Linked DNA regions of Mus musculus: all the other regions are linked to region 4. A link is a contact called in public Hi-C and promoter capture Hi-C data. All regions are on one chromosome and are shown on one strand. The core of a region is the stretch at or near the end of the contact, and the rest is flanking DNA. Distances in the headings are between cores, read along the strand shown. Region 1 holds the start of Khdc4 (KH domain containing 4, pre-mRNA splicing factor). Region 2 holds the start of Cct3 (chaperonin containing Tcp1, subunit 3 (gamma)). Region 3 holds the start of Mex3a (mex3 RNA binding family member A). Region 4 holds the start of Hax1 (HCLS1 associated X-1). Region 5 holds the start of Ubqln4 (ubiquilin 4). Region 6 holds the start of Rit1 (Ras-like without CAAX 1). Region 7 holds the start of Glmp (glycosylated lysosomal membrane protein).

The links. Promoter capture Hi-C pulls out the DNA fragments that hold promoters and counts their contacts. Hi-C and Micro-C count contacts between places; a contact is called where the count stands out from the background. Capture Hi-C pulls out chosen DNA fragments and counts their contacts.
Region 1: a promoter capture Hi-C map of adipose tissue shows a contact between it and region 4, with 5 times the contacts expected there. The contact joins the promoter of Khdc4 here to the promoter of Hax1 in region 4. A contact is called at or near these places in 8 of 39 promoter capture datasets (cranial neural crest, embryonic stem cells, frontonasal cranial neural crest and 4 more), 1 of 115 datasets of contacts at active chromatin or transcription factors (astrocytes) and 1 of 9 other capture datasets (adipose tissue).
Region 2: a Hi-C map of B cells shows a contact between it and region 4, with 8 read pairs. The contact joins the promoter of Cct3 here to the promoter of Hax1 in region 4. A contact is called at or near these places in 4 of 39 promoter capture datasets (the C10 cell line, cranial neural crest, hippocampal neurons and 1 more), 8 of 484 Hi-C or Micro-C datasets (B cells, the C10 cell line, the G1E-ER4 cell line and 5 more) and 1 of 115 datasets of contacts at active chromatin or transcription factors (astrocytes).
Region 3: a promoter capture Hi-C map of pre-B cells shows a contact between it and region 4, with 2.3 times the contacts expected there. The contact joins the promoter of Mex3a here to the promoter of Hax1 in region 4. A contact is called at or near these places in 4 of 39 promoter capture datasets (cranial neural crest, liver, neutrophils and 1 more) and 1 of 9 other capture datasets (liver).
Region 5: a promoter capture Hi-C map of liver shows a contact between it and region 4, with 3 times the contacts expected there. The contact joins the promoter of Ubqln4 here to the promoter of Hax1 in region 4. A contact is called at or near these places in 5 of 39 promoter capture datasets (the C10 cell line, hippocampal neurons, liver and 1 more) and 1 of 9 other capture datasets (liver).
Region 6: a promoter capture Hi-C map of liver shows a contact between it and region 4, with 6 times the contacts expected there. The contact joins the promoter of Rit1 here to the promoter of Hax1 in region 4. A contact is called at or near these places in 12 of 39 promoter capture datasets (the C10 cell line, the HPC-7 cell line, cranial neural crest and 7 more), 4 of 484 Hi-C or Micro-C datasets (CD4 T cells, CD8 T cells, embryonic stem cells and 1 more), 2 of 115 datasets of contacts at active chromatin or transcription factors (embryonic forebrain and microglia) and 1 of 9 other capture datasets (liver).
Region 7: a promoter capture Hi-C map of hippocampal neurons shows a contact between it and region 4, with 5 times the contacts expected there. The contact joins the promoter of Glmp here to the promoter of Hax1 in region 4. A contact is called at or near these places in 6 of 39 promoter capture datasets (the C10 cell line, cranial neural crest, embryonic stem cells and 3 more), 1 of 115 datasets of contacts at active chromatin or transcription factors (microglia) and 2 of 9 other capture datasets (adipose tissue and liver).

The regions. Positions count from the first base shown.
Region 1 is chr3:88,684,189-88,687,613 of GRCm38.p6, forward strand. It overlaps Khdc4 (KH domain containing 4, pre-mRNA splicing factor), which reads left to right and starts at 1,599. Exons shown (of 14, transcript NM_028814.4): 1 at 1,599-1,699; 2 at 2,156-2,378. The coding sequence starts at 1,662.
Region 2 is chr3:88,295,711-88,298,945 of GRCm38.p6, forward strand. It overlaps Cct3 (chaperonin containing Tcp1, subunit 3 (gamma)), which reads left to right and starts at 1,425. Exons shown (of 14, transcript NM_009836.1): 1 at 1,425-1,556. The coding sequence starts at 1,526. It overlaps Tsacc (TSSK6 activating co-chaperone), which reads right to left and starts at 1,289. Exons shown (of 4, transcript NM_001357024.1): 1 at 1,114-1,289.
Region 3 is chr3:88,530,444-88,533,574 of GRCm38.p6, forward strand. Mex3a (mex3 RNA binding family member A) reads left to right here and starts at 1,503. Exons shown (of 2, transcript NM_001029890.3): 1 at 1,503-2,405. The coding sequence starts at 1,952. It overlaps Gm38618 (a long non-coding RNA gene), which reads right to left and starts at 1,437. Exons shown (of 2, transcript XR_867447.3): 1 at 914-1,437.
Region 4 is chr3:89,997,100-90,000,322 of GRCm38.p6, forward strand. Hax1 (HCLS1 associated X-1) reads right to left here and starts at 1,617. Exons shown (of 7, transcript NM_011826.4): 1 at 1,429-1,617; 2 at 639-904; 3 at 288-475. The coding sequence starts at 1,481. It overlaps Gm19710 (predicted gene, 19710), which reads left to right and starts at 1,661. Exons shown (of 4, transcript NR_045749.1): 1 at 1,661-1,822; 2 at 2,046-2,198; 3 at 3,073-3,186. Ubap2l (ubiquitin-associated protein 2-like) reads right to left here. Exons shown (of 28, transcript NM_001165984.1): 28 at 3,189-3,223.
Region 5 is chr3:88,551,915-88,555,159 of GRCm38.p6, forward strand. It overlaps Ubqln4 (ubiquilin 4), which reads left to right and starts at 1,802. Exons shown (of 11, transcript NM_033526.2): 1 at 1,802-1,998. The coding sequence starts at 1,891. Lamtor2 (late endosomal/lysosomal adaptor, MAPK and MTOR activator 2) reads right to left here and starts at 1,037. Exons shown (of 4, transcript NM_031248.4): 1 at 882-1,037; 2 at 441-603. The coding sequence starts at 949.
Region 6 is chr3:88,715,526-88,719,036 of GRCm38.p6, forward strand. Rit1 (Ras-like without CAAX 1) reads left to right here and starts at 1,329. Exons shown (of 6, transcript NM_009069.4): 1 at 1,329-1,432; 2 at 1,801-1,945; 3 at 2,077-2,133. The coding sequence starts at 1,840.
Region 7 is chr3:88,323,144-88,326,404 of GRCm38.p6, forward strand. It overlaps Glmp (glycosylated lysosomal membrane protein), which reads left to right and starts at 1,880. Exons shown (of 6, transcript NM_020003.1): 1 at 1,880-2,058; 2 at 2,534-2,788; 3 at 2,972-3,169. The coding sequence starts at 1,939.

The DNA of each region.
Region 1 (3,425 bases), core at 349-2,848, 1.3 Mb before region 4:
AGAGGGGAGGAGAGAGAGAAGAAAAGAGGAGGGGGAGGAGGAAGAGGGGAGGAGAGGAGAGAGAGAGGCAAAGGAAGGAAAGAAAGAATGTAGAATCAAAGTTGCTTTGCCATGCTGATTTTAGTCGAGCACATGACTCAACTATTCAAGCCTGGTGTTCTTCAGGCAAGTCTGTTTCCTCAAGACTTATTTACTTTGTGTGGTGTTGGCAACTGAACTTTGGACTTAACTCTGCTCCACACTGGTTCGTCCTGCAATTCTTTCCCAAGTCAAAAAAGCCAAAGACTCTTTGGAGTCTAGCCCTAAAAGATCAAGGGAGCACCTCTCACACTAGTGTGGTTGACACCACAGAGCAGTGTCTTCATCCCTACCACAAATGTATATTTATTTATTATGTGCCCAAACTCTCTATTATTTAGCTTTTAAGTGAATTTTTTTTTTTTTAAAGATTTATTTATTATTATATGTAAGTACACTGTAGCTGTCTTCAGACACTCCAGAAGAGGGCGCCAGATCTTGTTACGGATGGTTATGAGCCACCATGTGGTTGCTGGGATTTGAACTCTGGACCTTCGGAAGAGCAGTCGGGTGCTCTTACCCACTGAGCCATCTCACCAGCCCCAAGTGAATTTTATTCTATGAATTATGTCGGAATGTAAGTATTTCTATAAGCTAGCATTCTGGGTTTGTTTGCTTTCTGTTGGAAGAATACTTGCATAAACGTTAAGGATCTGTTTTTCAGATTCACCCAAAACTCCTTAGAATTCAAAGCTTTTCAGTATATTGAAGAGGCAGTCAAGTGTAAACACACAGCCCTCAGAGAAGGGGATTTCATAACTTTTGATTTTTAATCTCCATTATGACAGTTCTTAGATCAGAGAGCAACTTTCCTTGTGTGCTCCAGGGATCTAACTTACATCGTTGTTTGTCTACTAGCACCTTCGTCTGCAGGGCTATCTCTCAGTCCCTGGCTTCGTTTTTTTTAAAAGCTCCACCTCGCTGAGCAGTTTTTCTCCAACTTTACTTGTTTTATAACAAGTTGTCCAAGTGCTTACGAGTTTGCCAAAACCAATGTTTTTGCTCATGGCCACCAGAACAGCCCCCCCCCCCCCATGCAGCGGGCTGACTGGAGCTTCCTATCCCTAAGGGTGGGTGGGTGGGGGACCCAAAACAAAACAAAAAGAGAAAGAAAGAAAAGGAAGTTGTGCAAATGACTTTGGAAAGAATCATTTCCTTTTTTCATAAGCTGAATCGAGAAGTGCGCTGAAGTCGCCGGCAGGGTTCTCCTCCGCTACAGGCTGGGACTCCACGTGAGCAAAGAGAACGCGGAGAAAGTCGGCTTCATTTTCTGACTTGTCTTCCAGGCAACTCGCTTGCCCACAATAAAAATGGATTCTCCTAGCCCGCAACTCGCTTTTAAACCAGGCCCAACAACCATTTTTATTAAGGGCAAGAGAGCAAGCCGGAGAGTCGACAGGCAGGCACTCCTGTCACTGAGACGCCAGACGCTTTAAATCACCGAGGGTCCAATCGGAATCAAGAGTCCTCACCGGACCCGCCTTACCTCACGGCCGGAAAAGGCCGTGCGTCAGCGCGTTGGGCGGAAGTGGCGGGAGGGCGGTGGTGGGTAGTTGGCGGGTGGTTGACTGGAGCAGGCCGCCATGTCCGCAGGGAGCGCGACACATCCTGCCGCTGGCGGGTAAGGGCTTCGCGGGCCAGGCTGGGGGCAGCGAGCACGGGCCCGGGGCAGGGAGACCGGCGAGGCTGCGTGTGGGCCGGACGGGCCGTCTAGTAGGACGCGTCCGGATGCCGAGGCCGGGGTTCTGGAGAGAATGTTGAGCTGGCCTCGGGCGCCCGGAAAGAGGCCGGCCGCGGTGCGAGAGGGAAGGGAGGGAACTCGGAGCCTTTTAGAAGGACGAGCCAAGGAGAAGGCGAACGCAGAGCGTTCCCGGCCGAGCCGAGTCTCCGGATGGAAGTGACTGGAAAGGAAATGTTTCGTAAGGGGATCGGAATAAGGGGAGTGGGACTGAGCTTTAGATAGGAATCTCGGGCACGTCTCGGGACCATGGCAGGCGACGCGGGATGGAGTGTACGAAGGGGGAGACTACACAAAGGAAGGCCGTGGGCCTCAGGATTTCCCTTTTCCTACCTGTAGGCGCCGCAGCAAATGGGATCAGCCAGCGCCAGCTCCGCTTCTCTTCCTGCCGCCAACGGCCCCAGGTGGAGAAGTCGCTGGCAGCGGGGCGAGCCCCGGGGGCGCCACCACCGCCGCCGCTCCTTCAGGAGCCTTGGATGCCGCCGCTGCCGTGGCTGCCAAGATCAATGCTATGCTCATGGCCAAAGGGAAGCTGAAACCATCTCAGAATGCGGCCGAGAAGGTATTGCGAGCGCTAGACGCTCTGCGCTTCGGGATTTTCTTTTTCCTCCCCTTTCTTCACCTTTCAGTTGCTTGGTCATTGGGGTTAATGAAGATGAAACCGGTTAGAGTGAAGATCACGTTTGGGAGTATTTAGATGATACCTTGTTAAATTGTTCCTGCAAGGCAATGAATGGGCTTTGGTTTTTTTGTTTCAGGCAGAGACTCTGTATATTTAGACCAGGCTGGCCTGCTTGCAGAGATGCCTCTTGCCTCTGACCCCCCAAGTGCTGTGCCCCATCATTGCATCCTGAAGTCAGGCAGTTTTAATTGATGTAGTTCCCTTGTTTTGTTTTTCGAGACAAGTCCACGTAGTCTTGGCTGTCCTGGAACCGTGGTTTAGCCTCGAACTAATGGGGAGATATCCGTCTCTGCCATCTACGTAGGATAAGGACATGCGCAGCCACCACCTGGCTGGTCTTGTTACTTTTATGGACTAGTTTTTGTGCTTAGAAACTTAAACTCAGTTTTTTTTTATGGATATTTGAGGCAATATGTTTTTGATCCATGAAGTTCTGGTATATCAAGTCAGTGTTTTAAAAATACTCATTTGTATGTATGTCTCTCAAGTGTCATAGGATTTGGGGCTTGGCAATGTGAGGGATTGAACTAAGGTCATCTTGCTTGGCAGTAAGTACCTTTATGCTCTGAGCATCTTGTTGACCCTCAGTGAGTGTGTTGGTATGACACACACAGTGTTTGTCATCAGGAAATGACATAGCCGTGGTGAATGTGGGAGGTCGGAGGATAGCCTTGGTATCAGTCTTCACCTTCCACCTTGTTTGAGTCCCGAGTCCGGGTCTCTGTTTGCCGCTGTGTTTATATTAGGCCAGGGATTCCTCATCACTGTCTTCCATCATGCTGTTGGGGCATTGATATGACATGCCTGATGCGTGCTTTTTGGAAATTAAAACTCACATCCTCATGCTTGTGTGGTGATCACTCAAGAGCCAAAATATTTTTTAAAAAAATATGTCTTGTAGCTGGGCAGTGGTGGGACATGCCTTTA
Region 2 (3,235 bases), core at 175-2,674, 1.7 Mb before region 4:
ACCCTCTAAGCCCACTGAGCCTTCCCTCCAGGCTGCCTCCCTTATGTGGTCCAGGGAGACTGAAGCCACTGAAAATCGCTATCCTCTTGACTCAGCCTCTGGAGTTTATTACAGGGGTGTGCTACCACACCAAACAAACAACTGTTCTGAAATTGTTAATTTTTCTCCAATTCCCTTCGGCAGTTTTTGTTAGTGCCTTTTCACTGCAGAAGACAAAGCATACCAAATACGAACTTTAAATCTATCACAAACATGTCATGACTCTTTGAGACTTCTGTTTAATTACTAGCCTTATTTTTTTTGTTGTTTTGTTTTGTCTTTTTCCTATATGGGGTGATCTGGCAAGAGGCTTGTCTCCAGTTTGAGATCAGCCTGGTCTTTACGACGAGTTTTAGGCCAGCCTTAGAACTCTGGTAAAGATAATACGGTAATTAAAAAAACAAAAACTCTAGTTTCTTTTGTCACTAACCAGTGACCAGGCTGGGGGGGAGGGGGCGAAGAAGACTCATAATACTGCAAGAAACACGACTTAGGATATTCGGGGGAAATGTGAGCGATCCTCCTTTATGTCTTTTTGCCTTAGACTCAACGTATTTTTCTAAGAAGTAAGACATTAGGACAGGAGAGATAGCTCAACAGTTAAGAGCAATAGATGGTCCCGCAGACAGGGTTACTTCCTAGCACCCACGTGGCGGTTCACAATCAATTCCAGTTCCAGAGGATCAGACTCCCGCTTGATCGCCTCTCACAAGTGGTGCACCTACATACGCACAGGCAAAACAACCATACACATAAAATAAAAAATAGGTACATCTAAAGAACAAGAATTTTCCTTCCTTTTCTTTAAAAAAGAAAACCAGCGCGTCTAGAGCAGTAAACCACAACTCCCAGCATGCTCCGGGGAGGCGGGGAGCCGAGTCGTTGCCTCCCCGCCCCGTAGGACAACTTCCACTTTTACACTGCCTCAATCTCTCGGGCCACGACGGGTATTTCTGGCTCCTCTACTCCTCCCTACCGCTAAGGCTGAAATAAAAAGTAGAGAACTATCATGCCTTCCTTGGCCTTCACGGTCGGACGAGAACCGATGGACAAAACAGAGCTTCATGATCTTACCTACAGCATTAATCCAAAGCCTCCACCCCAGCACCCACCCTCTAGTGGGTACTCATGCGCTGTAGCGAGCCAGCTAACTGCCCGTGCTTTGGCGCTTGCGCAGACATTCTGGCCGCACGCGGCCGGGAGCGGCCACGCCAGTGCGCAAGCGCTTGCGTCTCCCAGTCCCCTACATCATGCCCTCTCTATCTAACTTGCCTTGCCTTTCTTGCGTAGAGGGCGGGGCTAATACTGTCGATTGGCCTATGTTTTTGTCAATCAATAAAATGAGTTTGGTGATTGGCGGCACTTCAGAGGTTAGCAGGTTTCTGTGTCATTCCTGAGGAGGCAGCGTTTTCTTCGCTGCTCTTCTCTCCAGAAGGTTCTGCCGATTCCCCCCAGCTCTGGAGAGTCGGCTCTGCGTCGTGCCGCCATGATGGGCCACCGTCCAGTGCTCGTGCTCAGTGAGTTCAGGGAAGGGATGTCTCTCTCCGCCCCTCTCTCCCCAAGCTGGCCAGTGTTGCCCAGCTCCGTCCCGCCATGACTCGGCCCTCGTGCCTTCCAGTGGTCTTTTCGCCTTGGACCAAGCTCCTTCCCCACTTTTCTTCTCTTGCCTCTCCTGTCGCCTTCTTTTGACAAAATGACTTTCCGCTCTCGGAGTCGCTAGTCTTTACGTGTGCTTCATCCTATTCGCGTTCGGTTCTTTAGTCGCCACCCTCCACGCCCCCGTGTCCTTTACAGCATGATTTCCGTGTAGATAGTAATGATGGTTCTTAACGGTAGGCCTTGCTTCCTATGCTCGGTCCATCCCTCCGTAGAGGCGTGACTTAACGGCAACTCGCTTGATTGATACTTTAGCATCAGTATTTAGGAGGCTGTAGTAGAGTTGTTAAGTTGATAAGTAAAAGCTGCCTTTACCGGCAGATCGAATCGGAAGTGGCATCTTTTCAGTAGCGGTCATTCAGCAACCCTTGTTCGGAAATGACATTCCTGGCGTTCCCGATCTTGGATGTGATCTTTCCCACCAGCCAGTTCTCCCAAATTCCTTTCCTGGTTTTCTTTCCTCTTTAGGGAACGCCACTCATCTCAGTAAAGAGCACCAGTTCCTTGTCAGTTACCTGAGCTATTGAGAATAACTCAGTAAGCCTGGGTCAAAGTTAAACATAGTAAAGAGAAAAACAGATTTAGTCTGGCCACACTGGGAGGAGAGACAAAGGTGTTCAGTGACACTACCTCTCCTACACACTCGTAGACGAGTCCATGAGGTTTTAAGCAGCAGGCCAGATTTGTAAGAAGTCATTATTTTCTGCTCTAGTCTCCTGAGAGAAGTTTACCTACAGGGTGGCTCTCAGGCTTTAGTCTTTTTCCTGTTCTATCGTGAGATTCCTTGGCTTGTGATTGATATTTTGTTTGTTTTCGTCTGTGTATGGCACCAAGATTCCCTGGAATTGGAGTTACAGGCAGTTGTGAGCCACCTTGAGGGGCTGGGAATTGAAGCTGAACCATCTTTCCAGCCTCACAAGCAGACTTTCTTGGTCACTAATCTTTGAGACTCTGTGGCTCCTCTTCCCGGGGATGTTGTAAGGGGTGTGCAGTCTTGTGAAAAATCACTGTCCTACTGAGGCCCATTCAGGGCACTCAAGATATGAATCACTGGAAATATGTAAGCATGCATACAAGGAAAGTACTGGTCAAGACTATGAAGTTGAAGCATTTCAGGTTATCTCTTATTATACCGGGGGTTCTCTCATTATCTGTGTTTTTTGCCTGCCTCTATGTCTGTGCCTGCAGACACCAGAAAAGGACATCAGATCCCCTGGAACTGTAGTTAGAGATGATTGTGAGCTACCATGTTGGTGCTGGAAATGAATGCAGAGATCTCTGCAAGAGCTTCCAAAGGTTTTAACTACCAGGCCATCTCACTTCGTAACTGGCTAGCCTGGAACTAACTCACTTTATAAACCAAGTTGGTTGGTGTTCAAGTCACAGAAATCCATCTGCATCAGTGCTCGGATTAAAGGCATATGCTACCACGCTCAACCTTAAACAGTTGTAATTGACTGCTGGTTATACACTGAAAACTTTGTATTTATTTTTATTTTCAAAACTTGATGAATAGGGTTGGTGGTAGGATGGCTCAACA
Region 3 (3,131 bases), core at 253-2,752, 1.5 Mb before region 4:
AGGCGAGAGCATCCACTCCCATAAAGTCCTCCATGTGGGGCACCTCCTCCCCTACTCTAGCTAGCCAGGTCCCTCAGCTCAAAGTTCTCCTTCACCATCTATACCGAAGGGGGAGAGCCACAACTCTCATACCCACCGACCACTCAGCTCAGACTCCAGCCTTCCCAAATGCTGTGCAAACGCACTTTCCAAAAATCAGCTTATAAGGACCGGGCCTGAGCTCAGCCCTCCTGGCCTTTGGCCTCACTGTGCCTCCTGACATCCCCATTGTCAATCTACTGCCCTACCTTCATGCAAAACTTTTCCTCTAGACTAGCTCAGATTTCCCAAAGGAAACCCCTCGGGCAGGGGCGGGACTCCTACCCACCCAGCATACCCATCTACTGTGATCCAACTTGGGGAGGTGACTCCTTGAGCCTGACCACAAGACCTTTAGATCCCATCCCTCTCTTGAAAGAAAAACAAAAACAAAAACCAGAAGATACAGAGTAGGGGGGAAGTAAAAAAGAAAGAAAGAGAAAAGAATGCAGTACACTCTAACTCCCCTCTTAACAGTCAAATCTTAAAAGCTTATTTATGATCTCTTTCGCCATATTTCTAGGGTTAAAAGGGCTGAATTACTGGTTTATAAAGGAGGCAAAGGAAACAGCGAAATGACCGTCCTAAGGGACAAAAGATTTCCTCCACTATATTCGAGGCTCAGGTCTAAAAAAGTAAAAATAAAAAACCTGGGTTCTCAGGGGCCCCCAATCTCACTCCTGTTACTCAAGGTTCAAGGCTCCAAATTAAGCCATACGAAGCCTCTAGGACCCTTCTGGCTTCCCGGATCAGCCCCCACCCCCATCCTCTCCCTCCACGCCTCCTCATCCTCCCCGGGTCACTGCACGGACCACGGGGGCACGAACTAACTCACCTCCCAGTCGTGGCCTCTGAGATCCCGGAACTGGGGGGCTGGGGGAGGGGGAAGGGCTTGCTACCTCCGAGAAGAGAGGGAACCACATCCTCTACCGGGGGTCCCACCCCCAACCGAACGCCCCTTCCTGGCCCCCACACAGCGCAGAGACCTGCTCCTCCCACTGTAGCGGCCGCGGGCTTTGTCTGCTCCACCAGCTCTCTCCCAGAGGCCCGAGCCCGTGGACTCCGCGATCGCGCGCGGGAGGAGGGAGGGCACTGCAGCCACGAGGCCGCTCCGCCCCGGCCCTCATTACCATAAGAAAGAGGCCCGGGACCCGCGGGCAGAGGAGAAACGCCTTTCCACACCCGCTCCCTTCCCGCATACTGCCAGCTCCTAAAATTTCTCGGACCACAACTCCCAACCCACCCGAGGCTTTTCCCGTGACCAGTGGGCAGAGCCCGAGGGGCGCAATCCCCTTCTTGCCCGGGTTGAGGAATTCCTCCCCGCGCCCGAGGGCGGGAAACTACAACTCCCGGCATGCCCCGGGCGCCCCCGGCGCGCCCCCCTCCCGTCAGTTCCATGCTGCTCCATCCAGTTCATTTAAAACAAAAGAGTTTGAGCGCTGGAAGGGGCTGGGCTCTATTGGGGGCCACTGAGCGACGCTCCGGGACTGGGGCTCGGTGCGGGAACCTAAGGGGGCGTCTGCTCGGCGGAGGGTAGAGACTCTGGGTCCGAGGCGGAGGGGTGGGGGCTAGGGCCCGCAGCCCCCCACCCCACCCCGTCACCCCGGAGCGAGAGGAGATCTGCTTTCTTGGTTTTGCTTCTTTTCCCCCACCCCCACCCGGGGGCTGGGGCGAGGGGAGTCAGGTTACAGGGTGCTTGGGGAGGGGGGCTTAGGGGTGGGTCTATCTTTCTATCTCGCTTTCTTCCCCCCTCCCCAGCTCTTTGTTCCCCCTCCCCACACACCCCCTCCTCTCCTCTCCCCTCCCCTCCTCTCTCCTCTTCTCCCTTCCACCACCTCTCTCTCTCCCTCTCTCCCCCAGCTTTTGTTTCGCCATGCCTAGTCTAGTGGTATCTGGAATAATGGAAAGAAATGGGGGCTTTGGAGAACTAGGATGTTTCGGGGGAAGCGCTAAGGACCGAGGGCTGCTGGAAGACGAGCGCGCCCTTCAGCTGGCTCTTGATCAACTCTGCCTCCTGGGTTTGGGGGAGCCCCCCGCCCCCACGGCGGGCGAGGACGGGGGAGGTGGGGGGGGCGGCGCCCCCGCGCAGCCGGCCGCCCCCCCGCAGCCGGCCCCGCCGCCGCCGCCCGCGGCGGCCCCGGCCGCCCCGAGCGCGGCCCCCGCGGCGCAGACGCCCCAGCCCCCCACCGCCCCCAAAGGGGCGAACGACGCCAAGCTCTGCGCGCTCTACAAAGAGGCCGAGCTGCGACTGAAGGGCAGCAGCAACACCACGGAGTGCGTTCCCGTGCCCACCTCCGAGCACGTGGCCGAGATCGTGGGCAGGCAAGGTAAGCGGGCGTCTGGACACTGCGAGGGTTGGAGTGGGGGCTTGCTGTCCCCGGCACGGAAAGTTCATCGCTTCCTTCTTTGCGCGCCTCTGGCTCTGTCCCTTCCCGACAAAGGGGGCCCCGCCCCCTGCCCAGATTCCAAGTGCCACAAAGTTCCCTGCTACCCCTAGTCGGGACGACTCTCGGGACCCTTCCTCCCCTGGGGCTCCGCCCGTAGACAAAGAAATATCCTGGAACTGGGAGAGGAAAGGGGAGGGGGAGCTGCCTCCCAATCCCAGGGTCTGTGCGGAGGGGGTGTCGGCTCCTGGCTGGAAGGACTGACGGAATGTGCAATTACTTGGGAGCCCCTACTCTAGTTTCTGCTTGTATACTGGGGAGGGGGCACTCCTGGGACCTTCTGCTGTTGGAGTTGGGGACTCTGAGGGAGACCTAGTCCACGAAGCCCGACTGAAGAGCTGCCTCTTTGTTGGGCTGAGTGTAGGAATGAAAGGGGGTGTGGCCCAGGGGAGGGTCCCAGTCTGGGGAGAGGTGATGAGGGAGCCCTTGGCAAAGAGGGGTCCCTTGGTCGCTTACACACCGAAGTTGGAGGGCCCCTGTGTTTGGGGAGGGGAATTTCTGAGGAAGTACCAGTCTTGGCGTGGGCCTCTCCTCCTCCGTCTTGCTTTTGTTCTGGGCTGGCCACGGCCTGGAGCTAGGGGTCTGCAGAGAAGTCTCTGAGTGAATTCA
Region 4 (3,223 bases), core at 367-2,866:
ATCCTTTTTGACCTCTGTGGGCACAGGTACATGTGGTACAGAGACATTCAAGCAGGCAAAACACTCATACATATAAAAGAAAATAAATCTTAGATGAGGTGTGGTGGCACACATTTAATCCAGAGGCAGGCAGATATCTAAATCTATACAGTGAAGTAAGTTTCAAAACGAAAATCCCAATAATGAAGAAAATCTGGATAAATGAACTAATTAAAGGGGCTAAAATTGCAACTCAACTCTAAGAGATCCCACCAAGGGCTTACAGTTCAGGTGCAGAGAGTACTCACCCTATGAAAAGGTCCCTGCGACCCCCAATCTGGAGCTGGTTTTGGGGATTCAGGTTTTGCATGACTCTCCAAGACCCCCTCAAAGATCCTGGGTTGGTGACTATCTGGGTACTTAAGCATTGAGTCTCGTAGTGTCTGCCCCTCCCGCAGTCTCTCACCAGGTGTTTCTGACTCAGGACCTGGAAGTTCTGTAGAAAGTTGGTAGGTGATTCTGGGATAGGAAAGGCCTTAAACATTTTAAGTCTTTTAAAAATCAATTTCTGTAGACTATCCCAACTACTCTGCAAGTTCTGTTATTCATCACTAACCCACTAGAAACCCATAGGGTCTCCCTCAGGGAAATTCACACACCAGGAGAGTGGGAAGGCAAGGTCCAGGCCCCCATCTCGCTGAAGATGCTATTAAAATCTCGTACTAGATCATCAAAGCCAAAGTTGCCGTGGAATCGCATCCCTCCCCTGGGGCTGAAGCTGAAACCGAATTCCTCTGGAGGCTGAGAACCATCAAACGCATAGCTCTCTCGACCCCACGCGCCTCTGTCTTCCTCCGCTTCGTCATCATCATCATCATCGTCGTCATCATCTCGAGTCATCCCTCCAAAAAAAGGATCTCTGTGGCTGAGAGTGAAGGCAAATAAGCCACGAAGACTTCAACACTGTCTAAGCCATAAAAATCAACACAAGGGCAGCAAACTGGGCCAAAGAGGGGTCTGGGCAGCTGAAAACACAGGAGATCTGGTTTCAGAACAACGTTGATGGATCTATTAGGGTTTTGTATTGTTTCTAAACAGAGCCTCTCCGCACCTCCCAACAGCTGCCAGACGACCCATGGTTTTTCTTCAGGGTCATCCAGCCTACTACTAATCGCCCAATTACTTGCTCATGGTCCTCTTCCCCAGACCCCCATTGTTTTCTCCGCCCAGGTCCCTGTTGCATCACCCAGGTCTGGAGAAAGCTGCCGTTTCTGTCCTCTTAACCACTGCTTTGATTACTGTGGCGGGGTGAGTACTCAAGAATGCGATCTTTGACCTCTCAGCAGGAGTTGAAGGGGGCGGGAAAGGAAGCTTTCCAAAAATATGATGAAGGGGTCAAGTGTCCACCAAAACACCCCTCCCGTATATCCAGCCCAGAACTATTCTCACCTCCGAGGTCCAGGAAAGCCGAAAAAGCCTCGGAAAAGATCAAAGACGCTCATTCCAGTAGGGGCACTAGAAACTTTGAAGCTCTGCAGCCCATGGGCAACACGAGACCACGACCAGCTTACGCTACCCTGTCGGATATAGCCAGGGCTCAGCGTTCGCTGCCGGAAAGCAACCCTACGGTGCGGCGTTGTCGTAAAAGTCGTAAGCCGGAGGAAGAGGCGGGGCTGACCGTGCTCCTCAGACACGAAGCTTCTATACGCTACCTTTCAGTTTTGAGTGAGGGTGGACGTGCGAAATTCCCAGTTCAAGATCACGTCCCTTCTAGGAGATTCTTTCTCCTGCTGATCTGCCAGGCCCCCGAGGGGGGTTTCCGTTTCTCTCTGGAGGGTCCCAGGTAGCCGCCAGAGGGAGTGGCCTGTTCAGAGGCCTGCTTCACCCCAGGATCAGAAAACACCCCCCACCTTGTGTTTTGTTTTAGACTGATGTCGGTGACGTCTAATACTAGGCTAGGCGAAGTTACCTAGTTCCTTAAACCGCGATTTCCCTACTGCTGAATAAAGATGCTAGGAATCTCTTCAGCTAGTAGGGAGTTTTTAAGCTTGTTTTTTTCGATACAGGGTTTCTGTGTGGTGTTCAGACTGTCCTGGAACTGATTGTAGACCAAAGGGGCTTACAAACCCGCCTGCCTAATGCCTCCCAGATGCTGGGATTTAAGGCGGTTACCACCACACGCTGCTTTTAAAAAACTAAACAGATGGCCAACTAACAAGGTAAGATTTGTAGACTAGGCAGGAACGAGAAGCTACTTGTGTCTTGGGAAAACCATGCCGTAATGAAATTTGATGGTGTTTTAATCCACTCGGGAGGTATAAGGCCAGCCTGCTCCTCACTGAGTTTCAGGCAAGTCGGCTACAGAGTGAGACTCTGACTCAAAATAAACAGACCTCCCTCACCTCCTCAGCACAGAGGATATTTGCAGTTTTGGAAGGCTGAAACAGGATCTCGAGTCCCTGGCAATATGGCTCTTACAAAGAAAAATGAAACTTCTCTTTCACGTAATTGAAGTCCAAAAACCTTTTACTGCACCATGCCCCCACCCCAGGTCTTGCTCTAAGATCATCCATTCTTTTCCCAAAATGTAGGCATTTCAAAGCCACATAAAATAGGCAAGGCAGGGTGTAGTGCTGACAACCTTTAACCTTAGCACTCAAGAGGTAGAAGCAGGCAGATCTCTGAATGTGAGACCAACCTGGTCTCCACACCAAGCTCCAGGCCAGTCAGGGTTACATAGTGAGACTGTCTCAAAAACATAACTCAGAGAACAAGAACTACTATACTCCTCCAAAGAGAAAAAGACCCCAAGATTGAGTTCTGCCGGCCAGCAGCTAATGCTGGCTTGAGACTTCAGAATCCTTTAAAACCATGCTTAGATTCCCACAAGGTCCTTTGCCTTCTAAATGTCCTTAGCTCCTTCCCCTTTCACTTCCTGAAACGTGCTGTAGATGAGGCAGTTTCTAGAAGAAATGAAGATTTGCAGTAGTTCTTTCCAGTCACAGAATGTATAAGGAAATCCCCTTAAGGGCAAAATATTAGCACATTAAGGTGAGAGATCTTAAAGGGCAAAGATTTCACTTTATTCCACAGCCTTCGAGCCTGCTAGAAGAGGCCCCAGTTGGTACGGTAATACTTATTCACCAAGCTGGTCATCGACGAGAGTGAGGATATCCTAGACGGAGCAAGAATGGGCAGAGGCTGAAGGTAGAGGTTTGTTTTTTTTTTCTCCTTTTTTTATATA
Region 5 (3,245 bases), core at 552-3,051, 1.4 Mb before region 4:
CAGATTTCAGAGTTCAGCCTGATTCTATAGAGTGAGTTCCAGGACAGCCAGGACTACACAGAGAAGCCCTGTCTCGAAAAACAAAAAAAGAAAAAGAAAGAAAGAAAACAAATACTCGAAGAGAGCCTGCCTCAGTCTCTCGTGTACTGAACTAGAGGCATAAGCCACCATAGCAAGCACTGTTAGAAATATTTCCCCAAATGATTGCTGTATGGCTTAATTCTCTTCCCCTTTCCTATCGTCCTTCGGATCTTTTAACAAATGTCTCCTTTTCACTGAGATGGACCCTCACATAGGCCAGCACCGTACTCTCACTTCCTTTTTTAATATCTATGTTTTATTTGGCAAGGTGCGATGGTGCACACCTGCAATCTCAGGGTTGAGGTGGCAGAAGCAGGATAATCATTGCAAGTTCGAAGTCAGCCTACTTTACTCCATACCATGCAGTCCATCAGGATAAATTTGAGACTGTCTTCATTAAACGCTTGGTTCCCGTTCCTATCATACGCGGCCCAGATGTTACTGGCGATGGCCGCAGTGACCCGGGCATCTGTGTCCCCATAACCGGAGTAGGCCAGCAGCGATCCCTCATTATTCAGCAGCCTGGCAAGAATGGGAAGGATATCAACAAACTCAGGAAGAGTGAAAGGTCTGAGTTCCTATCCCAATTCCAGCTACTGGCGCTTTTAGGAAGCAAGAATCCAGGAACACGCTAATCAACTGTCCATTTCCCTTTCCGAGGAAGCCCTCAAGCAGGGTTTCCGAAGCTGCAGCTTGCAACATTAGCCACCTCCCGGCGTAGGGCTCTTCCCTACCCCTACTGCAGACAGCCGCGCGCCGCCCCATTCCAGCGCTCGCTGCTTGGGTTCTTGTTCACTCACAGGGTGCTCTGGACTCCTCCAGTGTTGGCTTGGCTTAGCACCTGCGTCAAAGCCTTGGGACGCAGCATGCCTGCGTCTCTTAACCCTGACCTGCACCAACACACCCCTACAGTCGCAGCCTCTTGCTCTCCCTCAGTCGCTTCCGGTGGCCCAGGAGCCCAGCTACGAGGCGCCTGGGAGTTGTAGTCACCGGGCCCATCTACTGAGGCTCTGGCCCAATTCCCGCCCCGCGCGAGGGCCTCTGGGAATCGTAGTTTCATGTGATCGCTCAAGGAATTCTGGGAACCATAGTTCAGCGTTCCAGTGGGACCATGTGGTTGTGGAGTTGGGGGGGGGGAGAGCGGGAGCGCAAGGACAGTGGCAACGGTGGAAATACTTTTAACATCTTCCACGCGAAGGACGCCTTCGTGCCTACTGGTCAATCGCAATCTAATAATAAATCTATCTGTTAGGCACATCCTTGACCATTTTTTAAAGCAATATTGTACGCTAGTCACAATTCTGTGGGGTCTTGCTCTTTTACTCCCAAGGCTCAGAGAAGCCACGTAGGCAAACTCCAGGTCTCTGAAACCGTCCTTAATGGCTCCCTCGGGGCGGTTCCCCGGAGGCCACGACTGCTCGAATCCGCAGAGGTCTTAAGGACGTCCTGAACCAGGAACGAACCCAGGCCTCTCAAGAAAACCAAGTGACCCCAGGGAACGGAGATAAGACGGCGACAACGAAAGTCCTTTGTCCGAACAGGAGGGAGCCGCAGGCGGCCCTGAATCTCCCGCCCTCCGCGCTGTCCGGCCCGGGCCAGCTGCGCACCCTGCTCGGGCCTGGGCCGCCCCAGCTGCAGTGCTCCCCCAGGCCGCCCGGGGCGCTGTGGCTGCGGCTGTCCGGAGTGGGCGGCGGAGCCTTGGGGAGGGGCGGGAGGGGGAGTTGGAGGCCCCGGAGTCGGGCCGGGCCGGGCGGGCCGGGAGGAGGAGGAGGAGGAGCCGGACGGGCTGGCGGGCGGCCGGGCGGCGGCATGGCGGAGCCGAGTGGGGCTGAGACGAGGCCCCAGATTCGGGTCACCGTCAAGACCCCCAAGGACAAGGAGGAGATCGTGATCTGCGATCAAGCCTCGGTCAAGGAGGTAGTATCTGGCTGGGAGGAGACAGGAGGGCGGGAGCAGCGCACCGAGGGGGTCAGAGCAGAGAGGGAGACCTCGGGGTCGGCCTGGCGCCGGGGACGGGCCCCCGGCCGGGGCGGAATCCAGGGGCATACAGGCGGGAGAAGCGGGTAGGGGGCGCCCTGCCAGGGCTAGTCCGGGGAGCGTGGCGCGGGTAGGGGCCGGTTTGGCCGCGCTACCCGGGCTGGGGGCGTGGTGGGGGAGCTTGAGGAAGGGACACCTTGCTTGCGGGCTCCATTTGGAGCCTAGGCTTGAGGAGAGTGTGCTCCAGGGTCACTGGTAGAGGTTCCAGGCGCTAAGGCACCGTGCGGCCCGAGCGAGCTGCGGCTATGCTCTCCCGGGAGTGTCGCGTGGTGGTGGTGCCCTCTCTCTCTCTCTCTCCCTCTCTCTCTCTCTCCACAGAGCCTCCTTGTCGCAAATCGAAACGGTTGTGTAGTTCAGTTTTCTGCTCTACAGGATTTGCTGAGCGCAGTAGGTGCTCAACAAAATAATATAGAATGAGTGAGGGAGTATTGCCTGTGTTCCCCACTGCTTGAAGCTGCTCCAGAATTGCACATAGGCGGGGCTTAGAATAGGCCATCTGGTTGGAAGAGAGGGATCTTTTGCTTAGCAAGTGCACTGTTTATAGTTAGAATATGTGTTGTGTTGTGTTGTGTTTTGGAGGAGCTGATAGAATCTAGAAAATTTAACTCGCCCCAGTGTAGCCGTTGGTACCACTGCTGCTCTCTCATTAGAGAATTTTAAGTCCCCTGGGAAAAGCTGAATTATAAAACAGCTCTTATTGAGAATGTGTCTGATGAAGACATTGATGTCCAGACCTGAGTTCCTATATCCCCGGATACATTACCTCTTCTCTGATCCTTATCTTTAAATTCCCAGCCCTGGGGAGGTAGAAGCAGGTGGATCTATCTGAGTTCGAGGTCTACATAGAAAGTTCCAGGACAGCAAGAGCTACATGCAGAGACCCTGTCTCTTAATTAATTAATTAATTAATTAAATTTAATTAATTTAATTAAGTAGAGATGGTAACTAACACACTAGATTCCTCAATAGATCTCAATAATACTCTAGATTATCTGTTATAGTGATGAGGAAGCTGGGACTGAAAAGCAGAGAGAAGGCTGAAGAGAGACAGCCTGAGCCCAAGGCTAGTTGAAGGATTTAGGATGGGGAGGGCTGCCCATGCCTCTGTGAGGTATCACTTTCAGAGA
Region 6 (3,511 bases), core at 79-2,578, 1.3 Mb before region 4:
GGTGTATTTATTCATATGTATGTTTTTGCTTATGTGTATATATGTGCACCATTTGTATTCCTGATGCCTGCAAATGGTCAGAAGAGGGTTGTGGATCCCCTGAAACTGGATGGTTGTGGGCCACTGTGTGGGTGCTAGCGACTGAATCCAGAAGCAAGAAGTGTTTTTTGTTTTTTTTTAAAGATTTATTTTGTTAATATATGTAAGTACACTGTAGCTGTCCTCAGACACTCCAGAAGAGGGAATCAGATCCTGTTGCGGATGGTTGTGAGCCACCATGTGGTTGCTGGGATTTGAACTCTGGACCTTCGGAAGAGCAGTCGGGTGCTCTTACCCACTGAGCCATCTCACCAGCCCCCGCAAGGAGTGTTTTTAACTACTGATAATCTCTCCTGAGCTCTGCTTTTAAGACAGGGTTTCATGTAACCCAATGTCGAATTTAGCTGGTATCCAAGGTGGCCCTTGTACTGCTTGGCACAGACACCTTCCAAATGCTTGGTTTATATGGATGTGCTTGCATCCTATCTGACTTGTATTTGTCTTAATAATTTTAAAATTTAAAATTCTAACTAGAGGGCTGGTGAGATGGCTCAGTGGTTAAGAGCGCCACCTGCTCTTCCGAAGGTCCCGAGTTCAAATCCCAGCAACCACATGGTGGCTCACAACCATCCGTAACGAAATCTGATGCCCTCTTCTGGAGTATCTGAGGACAGCTACAGTGTACTTATATATAATAAATAAATAAATCTTTAAAAAAAAAATTCTAACTAGAATAACTGGATACCGCGATCATCTGGTTTTGGTTTCAAGAGCTTTTGATGTAACAGCGTTTTTGGAAAATGAAGCGCTGCTTTGTAGCAAGTACCATACCTACCCTAATGTAATTCTGTATTTTGGAAAGATTGAGGGGGTGTGGGTTTGTTGTGCTGTACATCTGGTGACAGATATTTTCCCTCTACCAGCAGCAAATAGCCCTAAGTTAATCACTTTAAAAGTATCTGTTCGTGGCTGGAGAGATGGCTTAGGTGTTAAGAGCACTGCTCTTCCAAAGGTCCTGAGTTCAAATTCCAGCAACCACATGGTAGCTCACAACCATCTTAACAAGATCTGACATCCACTTCTGGAGTGTCTGAAGACAGCTACAGTGTACTTACATATAATAAATTAATAAATCTTTAAAAGTATCTGTTCGATTAATATAACATCCATTTTTGTAAGTGCAAGCCTTGAGATTCGTATGTGACCAGAGGGCTTAGCGAGTTAGAGTTAGGCGCGGGGCGGAGCAGAGTATCTGTCAGCTGTGGGGGCGGGGCTCAGGGTCATGCCCCGCCCACCGGCGCCATCTTCCAGGACCCGGGCGGGGCCCTGGGCTGTGGGGCGCAGCTGGGAAAGGAACGCGGGTTACCACCCGGCCTCAAAGCTGGTTTCAGAGGTACAGGCTCAGGTGAACAGGGCGGGGGGGTGACGGTGGCGGGAAAGGTGGTGAAGTGGGGGAGCCACGGCCACCGTGAAAGAACGTGACAGTGTCAGGCAGCGCTCTGCACTCATCCGGCTCCTTCCTACTGGCACGCTGCCTCAATCTGAAGTTTTAAGTTCTTTTTAGTTTTCTGGAAAAAGTAAGTTTGGACATCTATGATCTGTTTTAGGACTGAGACTGATTGTGAAGGGCGAGGATGTAGGGCTTCTTAGCGTTCTGCAATGAGCAGAGTAGGCCATGGTGTTTGGGGACGGAAGAAGGAGGCTCTCACTGTGGCCCACTGTTTCCATCCTGGATTGAATGTTCTGTGCCTTCTCCTCTAGGAGGCCTTTCCCAGGGGCCCAGGACTGCCCCGGAGGACAATGGAGTCCGGAGCTCGCCCCATTGGTAGCAGCTGTAGCAGCCCTGCAGCACTCTCCCGGGAATACAAACTAGTGATGCTGGGTGCCGGTGGAGTTGGGAAGAGTGGTAGGTAACCATTTCTGTTTGCCACACAACGTTTGAAAAGCAACCCAGATGGGTTACTGGCTCTTGTGCAAAATTGATAGCTAAAATACTTCCTGGTCACAGTGTCCTGAGTTGCATCTCTTGTTTTGAAGCCATGACAATGCAGTTCATCAGCCACCGATTCCCAGAAGACCATGACCCCACCATTGGTAAGTCAGCTCCTTGTTTATATTTCCAGATACAGCCTGGGAAAGTATCTCAATAGAGTTAGAGCTTAAAAAGTAATATTTATATCCTAAGCTTGTTTGTGTATGTAATTCATACTTACTTAGAGACCAGAATAAACATTTGAGTATTTATTTTAGACTTCATATGCACATTTATGCTATCTTTAGTCTTCAGATTACATTGGTAGACAAACTGTCTTTTTTATTTAAGGACATATAATGTATTGTTAGATTAAAGGAAAAGTTTAACGACCACTCAATGAAACCTTTTCTTGCTGTCACTGTTCAGGGTCTGACATGAGACTAACCCTGAAGGATGAGTCAGCTGGTTTGAACTTCCACAAAAGGAAGCAGAAAAACAAGTAGAGCCAGCCTGCTGAACTCTTAGAACCAATCTTCCACTTAGAGCTCTTCCTTTATTTCCTTATCCTTGCAGCTCATTATATAGTACTGTCTTCTCCTGTGTCTTTGTCATCTTTGGCTGTCATAGGTTGGTGGAATGCTAGTGGGGTAAATCTGTCTCCCTGACACCCCCACCTGGGGATGGAACCTGAGACTCTAGCCGAGCATACCATGCAAGGGCTCTGCCACATCCCCAGCCTTGTTTTCTCTTGTTTTAAGTTGTGTTATTGTCTTCCTTGATAACAGGTCAAAGCCTAAGCTAGCCTTGAACTCGTAACACTCCTTCTGCTTAGTCTGAGAGTAGAGGCATGAACCCCATGCCCAGTTCTGTAGTTCGTGGATTATATTGTTGTTATTAGCTGCTATCTGCTATAGACTGAAATGTTACAAAATCATAAGGAAGCAGTTTTGATTCTGAGTGATTATCTTAAAGAAATGTTGGGCTGAGGAGGGCACAAAGCTCTGCCATTAGCTGGGAGTGATGACAGACATCTGTAATGCCAGCACTTGGGAAGCAAAAGCAGGAGGAGTGTGCATTCAGCACCAGGCTTGGTGGCATAAAGGTTGGCCAAGAGTAATGGTAAGATCCTCTGTCAAAACACAAACAAAAGCCAGCTGATCTCTGCCTATGCTCATTTTATTCAGCACATACATCTGTGGGGTTGGGAAAACTAGAAATACTTCTAGTCTTTTGTTTTTGTTTTTGTTTTCAAAAACAGGGTTTCTCTCTGTAGCCCTGGCTGTCCTCAAACTCAGAAATCCGCCTGCCTCTGCCTCCCAAGTGCTGGGATTAAAGGCGTGCGCCACCACTGCCCGGCTACTTCTTGTCTTTTTAGCGAACTGCATGGGAGTTCTTCATTTCTGTGTTAGGGATCAAGCCCAGGACCGCACAGGCTGAGTCCATGCTATACCACTGCACTGCATCCCAGCTCTGCCATAGCAACCTTAGTACACTGTT
Region 7 (3,261 bases), core at 630-3,129, 1.7 Mb before region 4:
TCTCTTGCCTCTGCCCTCTTGCTCCCCCTCTCTCCCCATTACCTTACCCCCTTCCTCCATGTGGTCATGGATGCCTCTACTTCTCTCTCTCTGCCTTTCTCTGCCTCTACTACCCTCTTAACTCCCCTCCCCATGCACTGAATAAACTATACTAAAAAAAAAAAAAGAAAAAGAACAAAAACTGGCCTAGGTGGAGTCATGCCTGTAATCCCAGCACTCTGGAGGCAGCAGCAGGCAGATCTCTGAAAGGACAGCCTGGTCTACAGAACAAGTTCCGAATAGTCAGGGCTGGGCTATGCAGAGACCCTTGTCTCTAGGTTAGAACCTAGTGTCTAGGTTGCGTGTATAAGCTCTGTCAAAGCACTTGCTTAACATTATCATGTAAGTAATCCTGATTCTTTTTTTTTAACAAGGTCTTCTATGTAGCCCTGGTTAGCTAGGATTAAAGGCTTGTGCCAGAACACCTGGTTCAAATTTGTACTGTGCATTAGTCTAACAGATTTAAGTTGGAGATGGAGAAAATGCTCAGTAATGAAGAGCACTGACTTCTTCCAGAGGACCCAAGGTTTGATTCCCATCATCTCCATGGTAGCTCACAGCCATCTGTAACTCCAGCCTCAGAGGATCTGACATCCTCTTCTGGTCTCTGAGGACACCAGACACAGACAGACATACAGGCAAAATACTTTACATGTTAAGATTTTAGGAAAAACAGGCTGGTTGTGGTGCTCATGCCTTTAATTCCAGCAGAGGAGGTAGAGGCAGGCAGGTGGATCTTTAATAGTTCAAGGCCGGCCTGGTATGTATAAAGAGTTCCTGGACAGCCAGTCCCTGCCTACTTGGTAATCTAATAAATGAAATGCATTTACCTGCTGAACATCTCATGCCCCAGACCTTGAATTTCTGGTCTTCCTCTTCTCACCTCTTGGCTGGAATTAGGGTGTCTTGGTCCCCTTGTAGAAACAAGCCTCCATTCCTGTTTGGTTCTGTTTTCTGAGACTACCATACCTAAGGATTCTTTTATTATTCTTTTACTTTTTTTGTTTGTGTTTTTGTCTTTGTTTTTTCAAGACAGGGTTTCTCTGTGTAACCCTGGTGTCCTAGCACTCACTTTTCTCAAACTCAGAAATCCGCCTGCCTCTGCCTCCCAAGTGCTGTGATCAAAGGTGTGCGCCACCACCGCCCGGCATTCTTTTACATTTTACTGCACTTGTTTTATGTGAGCAATGCACAGAATGCATGTGTAAATCAGGTTACAGCTTCTGGCAATTATTTTTCTCCTTCTACCGCGTTGGTCCTGAATATATATCCAACTCATGTTCAGTTTAGAGCAAATGCTGAGGCATCTTGCTGACCCCCAAGGGTTCTTTTATATCCAATTCCTCTCTATATCTTTCCTTTTTTGTTTTGAAGATTTTTTTTTATTATTATATCTAAGTACACTGTAGCTGTCTTTAGCTGCACCAGAAGAGGACGTCAGGTCTCATTACGGATGGTTGTGAGCCACCATGTGGTTGGTGGGATTTGAACTCAGGACCTTCGGAAAAGCAGTCAGTGCTCTTAACCACTGAGCCATCTCTCCAGCCCTCTCTATATCTTTCTAGCACAGAGCAGTAACATACAAATTACTCTGTTAAATTGTGTGGAAATTTTAATCTGGGTTTATTCACCAGAGGTGATGTAGGTGGGGCCGGTAGGGTGTCTGCAGTAAGGTAGGAGTATGTTTGCACAGCTAGTCTAGGATGCCTAGGCCAACCTGTTGATGATAAAATACCTGTTCACCTTGAGCTTTCGGGAGGCTATTCCAACTTAAACAGATCTGGGTTAATAGAAGCGGCCCCTTTAAGAACTTTGTTGGCCCGCCCTCAAAAGGGATCAGCAGGAAAGGAGTCATGTGACTCTGAGGCTCTTCCGCTGAGTTTAACTAGCTGTGGCTGTATGTTTCGCTGTTGGGGACCTCACTGGGGCTGGGTCCCCTGTGCCCCTACCCCATGGCTCCTTTTGAGTCTACTTGTGTGTTCAGCTCCATTTGGCCTGCAGGGAGAAGAGACTCGCCAGGTAAGGGCTCTGGAACTGAAGTTATAGATGTTTCCGGAAATCCTACCTTTCTAGGATGACCGGAATCTGGGACAACAGAGGGGTGGAAGGTGGATGCAAGAGAGATAACAACCCAGAGAGCTCAGTGTGGAGTCACGAGTGATTGGAAGAATTGTGGAGGGGTCAGGCATGACTGCGTCCTGCTTTCTGACGATGTCTGAGCCATGGCTCAGCCATTGTAGCCCAGGAACAGGCAAGTTTGGGGACTTAAAAGCCTTGTTAGCTCTGAGCCCTCTGAGTAATCCTGGATCCACCCTATGTTCTCAACCCTACATCTGCCCCTGATTCCAAGTTCCCCTCAGTTTCTACATTTCCCTCTTGCCTGGTCCTCAAGAGCCCTTGCATTGCCCAGGTCCTGTCCTCCACCTACAAGCTGCAGCTTTGCCTGTGAGCATACCTGATCTTGCTCCTTCCGCCCCACTACCCCGTGTTCCAGGTATCTATGGAGGTTATTTCCGGCTGGCCAAATCCACAGAACCTGCTTCATATTCGGGCAGTGGGCAGCAACTCCACCCTGCACTATGTGTGGAGCAGCCTGGGGCCTCCAGCTGTGGTGCTGGTGGCCACTAACACCACTCAGAGTGTCCTGAGTGTCAACTGGAGTCTCCTGCTGTCTCCCGATCCTGCTGGGGCCCTGATGGTGCTCCCCAAGAGCAGCATACAGTTTTCTTCTGCTCTCGTCTTCACCAGGGTGAGGGTCTGAAGGAGCCCAGAGAGAAGATCACAAGAAGAGAGTCCATCCTACCCCCAGGGCGAGGGACGGGTTTAGCCCAGGGTGGGTGAAGTGAATGCAGTTTTGGGTGGGGTGACTGGGAGGGATATTCAAGAGAAAGCCAGAGGGAGGCAAGCCTCTTCCACTCTACCCTGTCCCCAGCTGCTTGAGTTTGACAGCACCAATGCGTCCGAGGGGGCACAGCCTCCAGGAAAGCCATACCCTCCGTACTCCTTGGCCAAGTTCTCCTGGAACAATATCACCAACTCATTGGATCTTGCCAACCTGAGTGCCGATTTTCAAGGCCGCCCTGTAGATGATCCTACTGGAGCATTCGCCAATGGCAGCCTGACCTTCAAGGTGAGGCTATGGGGAAGGAACTGGAAATGACTGATGAGGGTGGGAGTATCTGTCCCTCAAGCTCCATTCTCCCCACATGGCTTCCTTCTCCT